Linked DNA regions of Mus musculus: all the other regions are linked to region 2. A link is a contact called in public Hi-C data. All regions are on one chromosome and are shown on one strand. The core of a region is the stretch at or near the end of the contact, and the rest is flanking DNA. Distances in the headings are between cores, read along the strand shown.

Region 1 (4,779 bases), core at 276-2,775, 180 kb before region 2:
AAATGGGCCTTACATATATATTTAAAAGTTACTATATAACAAATTTTTTTTTCTTATGAATTAGAGTAAAAAGGAGAGCTAATTCCATCAGTGAATTTGGGGAATGGAAAACAGCTGGTAAACAGTGAGTGAACTTCTCTATTTCATGTGTTAATCTAAAAGATGGGAAGAGAAAGACCACCAACCCAAATCATCATGTCCAAATTAATTTAAAAAGTAACTAATTAAAGCAAGCTTTTTTTATGTGCCTCCACCTAAGGTGGGGTCTGAGAGACCAGCATTGGAAATGTGAAAGACAAAACATTTATAGCTCAGGAATAGGGAGTTTCCAAATGGGGGGATTTGGAGGGCAAAATAGCCGAGATTATAGGAGCAGAACATAGCCATAACAACTCAGTCCTAACGACCCCCTGAAACAAAGACAAGGTGGGCATGACAAAGTTGTCATAACTACAGGTAGTTATAACAAGATGGTCATAAAATCCTTTGAAACAAAGGTAGGGTTGCAAGATGGTTATAAACAACTTTTTGAAACAAAGGAGTAATCGCCACTCCTGAATATAGCATCATTTGTAATTAAGGTTACAGGTGAGATGTATCCCAATTCTTGATAAACAGATATTAATCATAAACAGGAATGAACCTAGTTTGTTTTTACTATAAGAAGACTTATAAGCCTAAGATAGGGGCAGGCTGGGTCTTCATACGAGTAACTCCAAAATAAGTTCTAAGGAGGACAGTCACTAAGTGGAGGCACATGAACCCACCAGTCAGCTTCCCATCTCTGAAGGGATACCTGATAAAAGCGTTAACTTGGCTCAGGATTGTAGGGGACACAACCTATGGTCTGTTGGCTCTGTTGCCTAGGCTCTTTGAGTCAAGGAAGGACATCATGGTGGGCAGAATGTGACAGAAGAAATTATTCACCTCATGGTATCCATATAAGAGGGACAGAGGGAGAGAAGAAAGAAGGCAGGATAAACATGGTCCAATATCCTCTTCAAGGACATGCCCCTGGTGACCACAGTTAAGCATGTTTACAGGAACAAGCATTTGTAGGTAGTCATTAAAATGTTCAAACATTTACTCCAAGCAGTTTCTAGCCAAAAGAACCTGAGGGCTATCACAATTGTTCCTTAAGGTAGTCCCCACCTCCCTTCCTCCCTGAGATTTGTCTTTCTAAAATAATAGGAAGTGGTTCTTACTAGTGACTATTTTAGTTAAGTAAACTTAACTAAAACTTTAATTTACAGTTCCTAGGCAAAGATTTGCAATAGGTTATATCATAAAAACAGCAGTAATTTCGTTTTGTTAGGTGTGTATATAAGAGTACAAAGCATCTATTTGTCTCATCTCCTCTGTATTCCCAAAGGGATTTAAGGGCCTCATATCTTGACCCCATTATCTCTCACTTTCTTCTTTGTCTTTGATGCTAGCCCACAGATAAGGTAGCAAGCCTATACTATGTCACCAACTGATGCTGCTTAGCGGAAGCTGAGTCCAGCCAGTGGAGCTGACTCATCCGTGTGATCCAAGTCTCTGGGATACAGCTTAGGCTGGCTGCGGTATTTCAGTGGGACTGTTCTCGATCAGTGAATGGTGACCTCGGTGGATGGGGTATATCTATCATTAATAAAGCCGTGCAAATAGAGAACAAGAGACACTGTGATCTTGGAATCCATAAATGGCAGAAGAGGAATTTAAAACATGATTAAAACAAGTCCAGCCAAAGTCCAGGGATGTGACGTTTTTCCTAGGATGGCAAAGCCCAGTCAGTCATTCTGCAAAACAAAGGAGAACTTACAGGACACTCTAATTTACTTCACTCAGTGGGGTAAACCAGGGTGACTAATACTGTTTTAATCTATGCATCCTTTGAGACCTGGGATATTGATATGTAAAAGCACTTAAACACACACTGTAATGGCCCAGGGCTGTCAAAGGCTGCTTTGAATTAGAAAGAGCTAGAAATATCCACATCGGAAGAGATCTGCCCAAGGCCTAGCACTATAAATAGTTCAGAGCAAGCCCTCTGGTTGCTGGGTTGGCCCAGGGCCTGGGCTCTTCCTTGGGGAGGCAAAGGGGGGGGGGACGGAGAAAATATGCAGGATGGAATCTGGGTATCTGTCTGCTGCTTTCCTGGTCACGCTGCCTTCTCAAGAAAAGCCCATTTGCCATTTGGGAAGTTTTCATCTCTCCTTTTCCTTTCTGCTTCTCTGTGGCATACAACCCACGGTTAAAATTCTCAGTGCAGCAGCAAGCAAGGCAAAGTGTTGCTGGCCCCTTTCTTGCGTTAGCTGTGAGATATTAGAAATACACAGCCTACTTACTGGCAGCCGAAGTTCTTGTTTCAGGGGTCTGTAGGAGGCAATGAAGCTGAAGCAATGGTAGGTGGGAACACGGAATGCCCGCATTTCTCTTAGGTTTTATCAGGCCCTCACAGTTCTCCTGGGAAGATATTGGGATGACATTTAGACAGATCTGCAGGACTGTGGAGGGCCCACAGATACAGACCCCAGTCATGTGACCCATGCGCCTTTTACTATCCCAGTGATCTATCAGTGATACAAACACAAAACACAGCTTTCACCTCAAGTGCAAGTAGTGATGGTTTATTCTAGAGCCAAATAGGAATGACAATGGCCCGGGGACCTGGACTCAGGTTCACCCAAATTTCATATTCCCATGTGACGACTGGTTCATGAAATTTGGAATTACAGAACAAAGGATGTCATAAACCAAGGCACTTTTCTCTTTGTTGGAAATACTCAGGCTTACAGCAAAACAGAGAACTCTCTGCTCTGGGCCTCAGATGTCCTGACGGGAGCCTGAGCTTGTGGGCTGGTGGATGCATGTGATCTGTTGAGTTAATACATCCTAAAAGAGTTAACATGATAGTACAGCAGTGTTAGGCCAGCCACAGAGGTGGGCGATGAATGGCTGCTAAGGGGGCTAAGGAAGGAAACCCAAGAGGATTTGGCACTGGGCCTGAAACATTCCAACTCTCTGGAACTGCTAAGTTTTAATCAATTCGTCAACCGGCCTTGTAGAATCCTGTTGGTTTTTTTTTTTTCCCTAGAAACTTCAGTTCACAATAATATGCAGATGCCGACCTTCCTCCCATACTCTGTACCCATGCAAGGCAGATCCCAAACTGTTTACAGAGAAATGGTCTCGCTCCTTTAGATCACAGTGATTTTTCAAACGTTCCCCTTCATTATGACCCAGCTGCTTCATATCCAGGTGACTGCATGGCCCACTGGGTCACGGTGAGAGTGTTGACTCTGAGGTCCTAGTCACGTATGTTGAAAAATCTTGGGCTGTCCAACTCCAAATGTACCACTTTAGTATAAGAAGAATTTTGAGATAAAAGCCAGACACAGGAAGAGTCCTCTTGCCTGCCTGGGTATGAAGTTCCCTTCGGGAAGGTGACATCCATTTGTTGAGGTCAGGCTGAAGCCTGATATAAAGTCACTCCAGATAGTTTAAAGCAAGCAGCTTTGACCCCCTTTTATGAATGGAGGGTAGATTTATAAACCGCATCATCTGTCTGGAACCAGCTACGCAGCACAGACATTTCAGTAAATGACTTATTATTGGGAGTTGAAAGGGCATCACTCTATAAATTTAATTGAGACTGTAAAGACACATGGCATATTAAAATCTTATAAAATCTCTCATGTGGAACCCATAAAGAGGTGGGCACATAGCACTGAGGGTGAAGGCCTCCGATTGATCTGCCATTTGACCACCCAGAGTGTGCACTAAGGGCTTACAGGCAGGGAAGTCCCGACCCAGCCTAGTTGACTCTGACTGCCTGTCCTCCTGTTTGCCTGTCTGGACCTGCCATCTGTCTGTCCACATTCCTTCATGTAGATCTGGTCCTATACTTTCACCTCTGTAGCTGGGCTTAGTTCTTCAGCTTCACTTGAAAACCTAAGATGCTTGCTGCCTCCCTAGGTTCCCAGCTTTCCCCCTGCATCTAAGCATGGTTATCACCGTGTCCATCCAAACCCTACTGACATTCCTATCAACTACTTCCAAAGCCTCCTGAAGCCTACTATGGCCCCTCAAGTTTTTATTGCCATTGGGTAGCCTGAATATGAGTAGTCATATGAATATATTTACTACATAACGTATAATTGTCTGGGGGTAAATAGTTAACTTTATAATAAAACCACCCATGCTTGCCTCAGACAGGACAACCAGCAGAAGCAGAAGTGTCTGGCAAATTGCTACAGTTGAAACTGCTGTACTGTGAATGTATTATCATTCAGTAAATTCAGACATTGCAGAAGGACACAGATGCGATCGTCCATGTCTCTGACAAAATGTGCTTATGACATGGCTCTTCTGAACCAGGTGAGGTTGTCATTGGGGGCACAATCTGCACTGAGATGCATCTGGACTAGACAAACTTTGCTGAAATAACATTCACTTTCCATTCCTGTCCTCTGAGGCTTTCTCAGCATCTCCACACAATTGATCCAAATTCTCTCCATTGTTGAAACCTGTAGGACATCCTCTCTCTCTCTGTCTCTGTCTCTGTCTCTGTCTCTGTCTCTGTCTCTGTCTCTGTCTCTCTCTCTCTCTCTCACACACACACACACACACACACACACACACACACACACACACAATCATTAAATGTGTAAAAGTACATGATCCTTTGAAACACAGACTGTTTTGTGTAGCTCAGAGACTCGTGCAGACCCACCTTCAGGGACCCAAGTGATGTAAATTCACGTTCAGCCAGGTAAAATGCATAGTAACGTTCAT
Region 2 (4,570 bases), core at 895-3,394:
GCATTGTAAGCAGTAAGTAACACAAATAGCTTTTTCTAGTGTTATAATAAGTTGCGTGACTACTTAACTGTGCAGAGAGAAGGTCTTGAGTTGGCTAAATCTCAATATTTGCTTTCTTCCACACTTGGAAGTTGAATTATTAAATCCAAAGGAACTCGACCAAAAGCATGACATCCTTTGATGGGCGAAGTGTAAAGCCAAAACCTAAAGCTAAGGATGGGTCCCAGAGACAGGAGTCTTTCTCACAGTCTAAGGACCAAGAAAGAGCAGAAGTCAATGTCCTGCCTAGAACCATGTAGGTGTTTTGCCTGTGTCTTCTGAGGCTTGAAGGCTGCTGGGACATTTCAACCATACTCATCTTTCTTTTCCCAAATCAGTATATGAAAAGGGGAGACTTCATTTCACTGAATTAAACCCTTTCTCATAACTCAAGTCATTCCATTAATGGAGAAAGTGAGGCAGGGGGATTAAGATGGTCTTGTTGTGATAATAATAGCTGCAGTTGCCAGAGAGTATTCAATACGCCAGAGGCTTTGTCTAAGACACATTCATCCCACAAGGACAGTGAAAGGTTGGTGTGGTTCCCTCTTGACAGGGAGGGTCCAAGCAGGCCTGTGTGCCTCCAAAGACTAACACTTCCAGTTCCCTCCAGGAGGATCCGGAGAGAGTCTGGAAGATTTTTCCTAGAGCGATGGCAGATCCTTGTAATGAAATGAAATGAAATCAAAGCACCCGCAATGAAGGTTATAATAGCTGGCAAGAATGGGAGGCAGGCTGGTAACAATGCTGTAAGCTTTTAAAGATCAGTGTACGCGTCTTCCGAACAGCTGTGTATTTCATTTGAGTGCATCATCTGGACCTTGTTAGGACTCAATAGATGTTTGGAGCCAATAAATAAATGTGTGCCTCTATCAAAATAAGATTGGCTTTTTGCCCGTACAATAGGTATTTCTGCCTGCTTTAAATCTCCCTTCACAGTCAATAAGTGTCTTAACGTCAATAGCCTTTTCTGTTTACGCAGCTCTCTATGGTCGGTGAGCATCATTTTACTCAGAGCAATGCTATGACGTTTGGACAGCAGGAATTACTTCTTCCTATTTGGGGGACTCTGAGGCCCAGAGAGGTTAAGTGATTCCTCCAAAGTCACATAGCAGGCTTCATATCTATTCTCCTGCCAATATGCAGAGTCCTCTTGGGAGAAATGTCCCTTTCCGCTTTATCACTGAAGCTTAACACAATCAGACCTTACACCTTGTGCACAACAATGCTTCATACTTACTTCTTGAGTATGGAAGGAAGGAAGGAAGGAATGAAACGCTGTATACAATGACCCAATGAGATTTGTACTGTATCAGATTTGGATGGAAAATATTCTAGAGGATTCCTTTGCCTGTGCACATTTCATTTAAGTAAGCGACCTCCCAAATGCTCAAAGATCACCTTACGGCACTCTTTCTAGCTATAGAATGTTTGTTTTAGGTCATCTTGGAGCCATAAATCTATCTAATCGGTGCCTAATGGTTCTGAGCATGACTCAAGCAAGTATCCCATTAATTGAAAAGAGAGCGTTGTCATCTGTCACAGAGCTTTCTCATTATGTCCTATCAAATTTAAACCAGAGCCAGGTTTGGAAATCTTTTATGAACAGTATAATTACACTGCATCCTATGGTGTTAGGAAGGAGGACTCACAGTTAGCATCCCTGTCATAAGTGGGAAGTGATCCATGCTAGGCAGGAAAGGGGCCAGATGGGCCTCACCAAGACCCCCATCCCGCCTCCTTCAGCTCCACTAAATTACCCAGTCTCTATGTGTGTGGAGAAGGCATAAATCAATCGTTTGCCTCTGTGTGTGTTAAACAAATGCATTGCTTCCGTTAATTAAAAGTCAAGACTGCGGTTTGCAAAGGTGGGGCATAACTGGCATTTGTTCCTGAAGATTCCAGAGAACCAGCTAGATCCTAATGAGATGCCCCGGGCTCCAGGCAGGCTGAGGAACACGCAGAACTCAGCTTAGAACGCAGACAAACAGCCTTCGTTGCCCTTGTTCTGAGAAGCAAGGAGCAGCACCCCAGCAACACCCAGGTCTTTGTTTTTTCACTACAAAGTAGCACCTTGGGGACAGAGCCAGTACCCATCACAGTGGCAGAAGGCCCTGCCCTCCTAAGAGGGATCCCTGGGATTGGCTTGTGGGTCCCACGTGACTTGCACAGGCTTTAACCTGGGAGCTCCAATTTCCTCGATTCTGATAGGGTTCTGTTTTCTTATCTTCTTTACTTCATCTTCTACCACCCCATCTTTCCCACGGCTGCACAATCTTCCTGATCCTGTTTCTCCTTCTTCATTGGCAGGGGCTCCTAGGTCACGTGTCAGTCCTGGTAAGAAGTAGAGCCAATATGACTTTCACGTACATTACACTCCGGGTGTATGCATACACTCAGCTTGGATATCGTATGCATACAGTATAGAAACTCCTCATGTAGGGGCACTATTAATCTTTGCACCTCGTTACAGGGGGAATGGTTTTGTCGTTGATTAAAGAGTTTTTCAAATATGCGTCTTTCTCATATGTCAATATCATATGAGAAAGTAAATGACAAACATATGTCAATGACCATATGCCAATGATCTTTTTTTTCTGCCATAAATATAGTAATGGATAAGGAGGGAACTTTACATAAAATGTAGGGAAAATCTATTTATAACTCTCTCCCTCAGAATCAACTGCTACAGATATTTTGATGTATTTTCCTTTTTCAATTATATCAATATATATATATAATGTAGAAAGCAATATATTAGGCATTTATATTTATGTGTCCAATTCAACCAAAGGAAAAAACATATTGGATAGTCCCCTACCTTATATTTTTGGTTGTAAGCTCAGCTGTCTTAGTCAGGGTCTCTATTCCTGCACAAACATCATGACCAAGAAGCAAGTTGGGGAGGAAAGGGTTTATTCGGCTTACACTTCCATGCTGCTGTTCATCACCAAAGGAAGTCAAGACTGGAACTCAAGCAGATCAGGGAGCAGGAGCTGATGCAGAGGTCATGGAGGGATGTTCTTTACTGGCTTGCCTCTCCTGGCTTGCTCAGCCTGCCCTCTTATAGATCCCAAGACTACCAGCCCAGAGATGGCACCACCCACAAGGGGCCTTTCCCCCTTGATCACTAATTGAGAAGATGCCTTACAGCTGGATCTCATGGAGGCATTTCCTCAACTGAAGCTCCTTTCTCTGTGGTAACTCCAGCTGTGTCAAGTTGACACAAAACTAGCCAGTACAATTGACCCCTTGTCAACTTGACACACAAACACATCACTAGTAAGCCTCAACCCTTACATTCTTATTCATCCCCAAGGTCTAAACAACTTTAAACATCCCACAGTCTTTACATATTCTTAAAATTTCAATCTCTTTAAAATATCCATCTCTTTTAAAATCCAAAGTCTTTTTACAATTAAAAGTCTCTTAACTGTGGGCTCCACTAAAATAGTTTCTACCTTCAAGAGGGAAAATATCAGGGCACAGACACAATCAAAAGCAAAAATCAATCTCCAACCGTCCAATGTCTGGGATCCAACTCACAATCTTCTGGACTCCTCCAAGGGCTTGGGTCACTTCTCCAGCCATGCCCTTTTTAGCACACGTGTCGTCCTCTAGGCTCCAGATGCCTGTACTCCACTGCTGCTGCTGCTCTTGGTGGTCATCTCATGGTACTGGCATCTCCAAAACACTGCATGACCCCTTCAGTCCTGGGCCTTCAATTGCAACTGCGGCTGCACCTTCACCAATGGCCTTCCATGGCCTCTCACAGTGTCGAGCCTCAGCTGCTCTTTGTGACCCCTTCATGCCTTCAAAACCAGTACCACCTGGGTGACCCTTACATATTACCAAGTCCCGCTGCAGCAGGAGTACAAACTTGGCTATCTCTGGAACACAGCCTCTTTGTGCTTTCAGAAAACACTTCCCAGAAGACGTCACCTCAACGATGCTGGTCTCTTCTTAATCACCGCTAATTTCTTAGCTCCAGCTAACCAGCATCAATAGTCCCAGTAATGCAAAGTTTTTGCTTTAGTAGTTCTGGTATCTTGTTAATCACAGCTGATTCTTCAGCCCCAGCTAACCAGAACTACAGAATCTTCATAATCAAAACAGAAATGGCCCTGAAAAGAGTCTTTAATCTTCCCTCTGAAATTTCACAAACCAGACCTCCATCTTCTGCACTGTTCTCAACATTATCTTCCGAGCTCCTATACAACATCTGACAGAGCTCTTAACAGCGAATGGATCTTCAAGCCCAAAGTTCCAAAGTCCTTCCACAGTCCTCCCCAAAACATGGTCAGGTTGTCACAGGAATACCCCACTCTGCTGGTACCAATTTGTCTTAGTCAGGGTCTCTATTCCTGCACAAACATCATGACCAAGAAGCAAGTTGGGGAGGAAAGGGTTTATTCGGCTTACACTTCCATGCTGCTGTTCATCACCAAAGGAAGTCAAGACTGGAACTCAAGCAGATCAGGGAGCAGGAGCTGATGCAGAGGTCATGGAGGGATGTTCTTTACTGGCTTGC
Region 3 (4,293 bases), core at 564-3,063, 170 kb after region 2:
TTCATTACCCCAAACATGGGATAGTACCCATTAAGCAATAGCTCCCCAATTCCCCCTCCTTTAGCCTTTGGTAATTGCTATTTTAAATTTACTTATTCTGGGTATTTCATGGGCATAAAGTACTATTTTATGTATCCATTTGTGTTCAGCTTTTTTTTCCCCCTTATGTTCTAGTTCATCTTTGTAACATTAGCAGAGCTTGATTTTTTTTTTTTTCTATTTCTGACTAGTATTCCGTTGTGGGTAGACCACATCTAACCCAGACACTTGGGTTATTTTATCTTTTGGCTATTAAAATAATGCTGTAATTAACATTAGCACAGAAATATTTGCTCAGGTTCCTACTTTCAACTTGCACCAACCAATTAAATGGCAGTTCATACAGGATTCTGTTTTAGCTTTTCCAAGAACCCTAGATCTACTTTCCTTCTGTTTTTCTCTGTTGGTATCTCCCTCAGAAGCTCCTGTTTCTTCCAGTCTTCCAGGCTTCATTGTACTTCCAAACAGCAGGCGTGCTTTCCCTCCCAACCACGTGGCTTCCTCCCACATTTCCGAGGGAACGCCCCTCTCTGTCCGTTGTTTGCTGGTAAAGCATACATCAGCGACTCTGGCTACATTCACTGGATGGCTTTCATCTCCTTGTCAAGGCAGGGTAATGTTTGTAGAAGGCAATCCATAGGTCTCTGCTGACCTAAGCCTGAGGCTGACCAGCACAGGATGGTGCTGTAAGGAGTGGGAGATATCAAGAGCCCTGCAGAGCATCCTTAAACTCCCTCATCCCAAACCACACCTTACTTTAGTTCTCCCTCAGTTTTGTCTTGTGGGGCAGTTTGGCCACCCTGTCCTGGGGGAGGGTAGCCTTCCACTTCTCTTTTGCCCACTGTTTCTTCACTTTCCTACAAGCAAGTGAATTAATTAGTGAATACCCCAACAGACCGTAAGCCTGCCTCAGACAGCCATTCTGGCTGCTGGGTTAATTGTTAGTCGGGTTTCTGGCCGTCATTCACTTCACAATGAGGCTCCTAATTAATCTCCGCGCCGTTCTCACCAGAAGAAAGGACGTTAGGGAGAAACATCCCCAATTACCATGAGAAAGGAAATGTCAAGAGCTCCACTGAGTTTTCCTGGCACCCCTCCCTGGTCTCTGATGAAAACCCGGCCATTGGGTCAGGAGGCTGCCTAGCCATCGACCATGAAAGACCCAGTGTAAAAGCCTGGGGGCCCCAGGCTACCCCAGCTCCAGTTGAGCCTGTTGTGTGCACACCCTCGTGCTCAGTAGCATCCACTGTGTTTCCCAGCTTCCAGGGCCACATCTGAGTTGGAAATTTCTCTGCTGTCCCAGAAGTAGGCGAGCCGCTTTCATCTGGAAGAGCTAAAGGTCTCTTCTTTGTGTATTTTTTTTGTGCCTTCAGGACAAAAGATTCTTCATCACCGAAGTGACGTCTTAGAAACAGTCGTTCTGATCAACCCTTCAGATGAAGCCGTCAGCACTGAGGTGAGTATTTCAGTTCTGGGAGGTCTTAGAGCCTCCAAGGATGGGGACTTGGCTGATCAAAGGGGCTAGATAGGTGGGGGAGTTGGAGAGAGATGTACAAGGGGTAAGTCCCAGGTCCTAGGCTTCCTCGATGCCCAGAGCCTGCTTCTCTGCATCTAGTATCATAGCACCAGCTCACCAGAAGCCTCTTTCAATTAAGGACACAAGCGAACAGTGCCAGCTGGAAGCATGTTTGTTGAGGGGTGTAGAATGGGGGGTATGCACTGGGTATGTTGTTGCCAGGATGCAGAGCAAGAATGTAGCAGAGGAAATAGACGGCAAGCTCCAGGCTGGCACATACAGGGATGGAACTCAGAGACGACGAGCATCCCAATAGCATCCCTGTTCAGAGAGATCCAGGCCAGCACTAGCTACCCTTGGAAGGCAGGCCAGCCTCAGAAACATGGTCTCTAGCCCAGGTCAAATCACCTGGTTTCATCATCCAAGGTCGGTCAAGTTATCTTACTGCTTCGGTTTGCCCCTCCCTGTGAAGGAGATCATAATAGCCCCTGAATTTAATGCTCCTATGTAATGCTCTCTGAAGTGCTCAGGGCTTAGAAGAAGTGTGGCACATAGTGACTAAGATGTACATGCTGGCTCCTGCTGCTGTATCATTAGCATCACATGAGAATACTTACTACTAGAGAGAGTAATTGGCAATTTCAGGACCCACCCTGACATAAGAATTTGGAGGAAGCCAAGAGAATCTCTGGTCCCCTCAGGCCAAGCGTTGATAGAGCTCCTCTTCCACCTCCTCTGAGATAGAGTTGCTTCCTGAGCATTAAGGACCAAAGGCCCTGGCAACATCCTAGCCTAGGCTGTGTGTGTCTTCTGCCGGTGTCTTAGCAACTCTGACTATTCAGGTTTTCAAATTGGGATGTAATTCATGAACCATAGACTCATTCACTGAAAGTGTGTAGTTTTGTGGGTGTTTTTTTTTTAAGAATTATTATAAAAATGAGCAGTTTAACTCCAAAACATGCCTGTCACTCCCCAAAATTTCCTAAACCCATTAGCAGTTATCCCACTGCCCCTTAGCTTCTGACAATCCCTATTTTCTCTCTCCAGATTTTTTCCTGTCTTAGACATTTCATACAAATGGCATCATACAACATGTGGCCTCTTTTGTGGAGCTTAACTTAGCTTAGTGGCGTCATGATCTAGTCCAAGTGTAGCACGTTGGTCCCGCACTCCTTTCGACCATTGTGTGGCATCCTTTTGTAGACATCTGATAACTCATTTCTTAGTTTCTGCCACTTTCGTTGCTTTCGGTTTGGGGCTATCGTAATCGGGCCTGTTTTGACCTACTTCTGCGTGCAAAAGCTCTGACAATCCAATTAGGCATGAAGTCACAGAAAACCCAGGGGCACTTTCTGTCACCCAGAAGCCGGAGGGCTAGTATGTACCCAGGTAGACTGCCTAGCTGTGAAACAGGAGTTTTGTTTTGTTTTTTGTTTTTTGGTTGTTTTTTGTTTGTTTAAAAGCTTTTGTTGGAAGTATCAAGCTACTTTGTGGGCCACATGAGCCTGAGACAACTGCTTAGGTATGCATGCTTTTCTATGAGTGTGGCCTGTGGGGTTCATGGGCAGGGGTCATGGCCTGTTTAGTTTTGAATTTTCCCTGGTGCAGAACATGATGCAGGGCACGTAGTGTGTGCTAAACATTCATGAACTGAATTCAGAACCTTGGTTCAGAGGGTAGTGCTCCCGCAGAGGACAACTGGCCCCCCTCCCCCACCTCCCTGCCAGCAAAGGTTCTTTTGCGTAAGTTATTTTCAATTCAGTTTCTCAGATCGCCACTCAAGGGTCGCCTTTTCTTCTGTCCCCTGTCCCGTCAAGCTTCTTGATGCAAACGCTGCAGTCTGCATTTGTCATGGTGTGCTTGCTCTGGAAGGACTGCAAGAAAGGAATCCTGGGTAGGAACTTGAGGCCTGCTTGGAAACATGTCTTTTCTGAAGCTAGCTGGGTGACCTGGATTGGCATAGCCACAAGTCTCACCTGGCCTCATAGGCTGCAGGCTGCAGGCTGCTAGTAGATTCTTTATAACAGCTGTGGAACAAATGCTTGCCAGCTGTGAAGACCACTTTGAAAAGAGGAGGAGACTCAGGGAGAAAGTCAATAATACCCTGCTGTTTTGGGTTGAAGTAAAACTCTCAACACGGGATTCACTGGCACACTAATAACCACGATGATTAATTTTAGGAATAACTTACAGGCAGGGCTCTGTCCAGCACTCCCTGCCCCCACTCTCAGCTGAAGTAATTAGACACTCGGAATGAACGCGTTTGGTTGGCAGTAAGCTTCAGGCACAGTCATAGTGCCTGGGACTTGGGGGCGGGGAAGGGGACAGCTCGCTCTTACTCCGCACCCTCCCTTACTCTGTGCCTTCGCTGTGTTTCAGGTGCGTTTGATGATCACTGACGCTGCCCGCCATAAACTGCTGGTGCTCACCGGACAGTGCTTTGAGAACACTGGCGAGCTCATCCTGCAGTCTGGCTCTTTCTCCTTCCAGAACTTCATAGAGATTTTCACAGATCAAGAGGTGGGTTCCGGGCATCGTGTCTGGGCTATTGCTTGGATGTGTGGGGGAAGGTAGTAGGAGGGGCCTCTTTGAAATAAGCAAAACTATGGCCCAAAATTGCTTAGGCCTGGGATTGATCACTATTACGATCGATGGATGAGTGCAACCTCGGCCATTGTGCTGGAGGAGACGTCGGTGGGCACTGTGAGTGCATTTGGAATGGTCGTCATTAACGGATG

The links. A called contact is a pair of places that touch in the nucleus more often than the background predicts.
Region 1: a Hi-C map of the N1E-115 cell line shows a contact between it and region 2, with 3 times the contacts expected there. The contact joins two enhancer-like sites. A contact is called at or near these places in 2 of 484 Hi-C or Micro-C datasets (the N1E-115 cell line and nephron progenitors) and 5 of 115 datasets of contacts at active chromatin or transcription factors (bone marrow-derived dendritic cells, embryonic basal ganglia and embryonic stem cells).
Region 3: a Hi-C map of the N1E-115 cell line shows a contact between it and region 2, with 2.8 times the contacts expected there. The contact joins two enhancer-like sites. A contact is called at or near these places in 2 of 484 Hi-C or Micro-C datasets (the N1E-115 cell line and embryonic stem cells), 2 of 115 datasets of contacts at active chromatin or transcription factors (both in embryonic stem cells) and 3 of 9 other capture datasets (adipose tissue, liver and pancreatic islet).

Annotation. Positions count from the first base shown.
Region 1 is chr13:99,791,402-99,796,180 of GRCm38.p6, reverse strand. No RefSeq gene overlaps it. Among named protein-coding and RNA genes, the nearest start is that of Gm24471, 100 kb to the right of the region's middle. Within about 2 kb of position 1,525, at least 33 of the 459 cell types and tissues checked have an H3K27ac peak or open chromatin away from gene starts, as enhancers often do. A contact at or near this core is called in the N1E-115 cell line, where this site is marked.
Region 2 is chr13:99,614,830-99,619,399 of GRCm38.p6, reverse strand. No RefSeq gene overlaps it. Among named protein-coding and RNA genes, the nearest start is that of Gm24471, 75 kb to the left of the region's middle. Within about 2 kb of position 2,144, at least 7 of the 459 cell types and tissues checked have an H3K27ac peak or open chromatin away from gene starts, as enhancers often do. A contact at or near this core is called in the N1E-115 cell line, where this site is marked.
Region 3 is chr13:99,441,416-99,445,708 of GRCm38.p6, reverse strand. It overlaps Map1b (microtubule-associated protein 1B), which reads left to right. Exons shown (of 7, transcript NM_008634.2): 3 at 1,413-1,495; 4 at 3,935-4,075. Among named protein-coding and RNA genes, the nearest start is that of 6430562O15Rik, 31 kb to the right of the region's middle. Within about 2 kb of position 1,813, at least 91 of the 459 cell types and tissues checked have an H3K27ac peak or open chromatin away from gene starts, as enhancers often do. A contact at or near this core is called in the N1E-115 cell line, where this site is marked.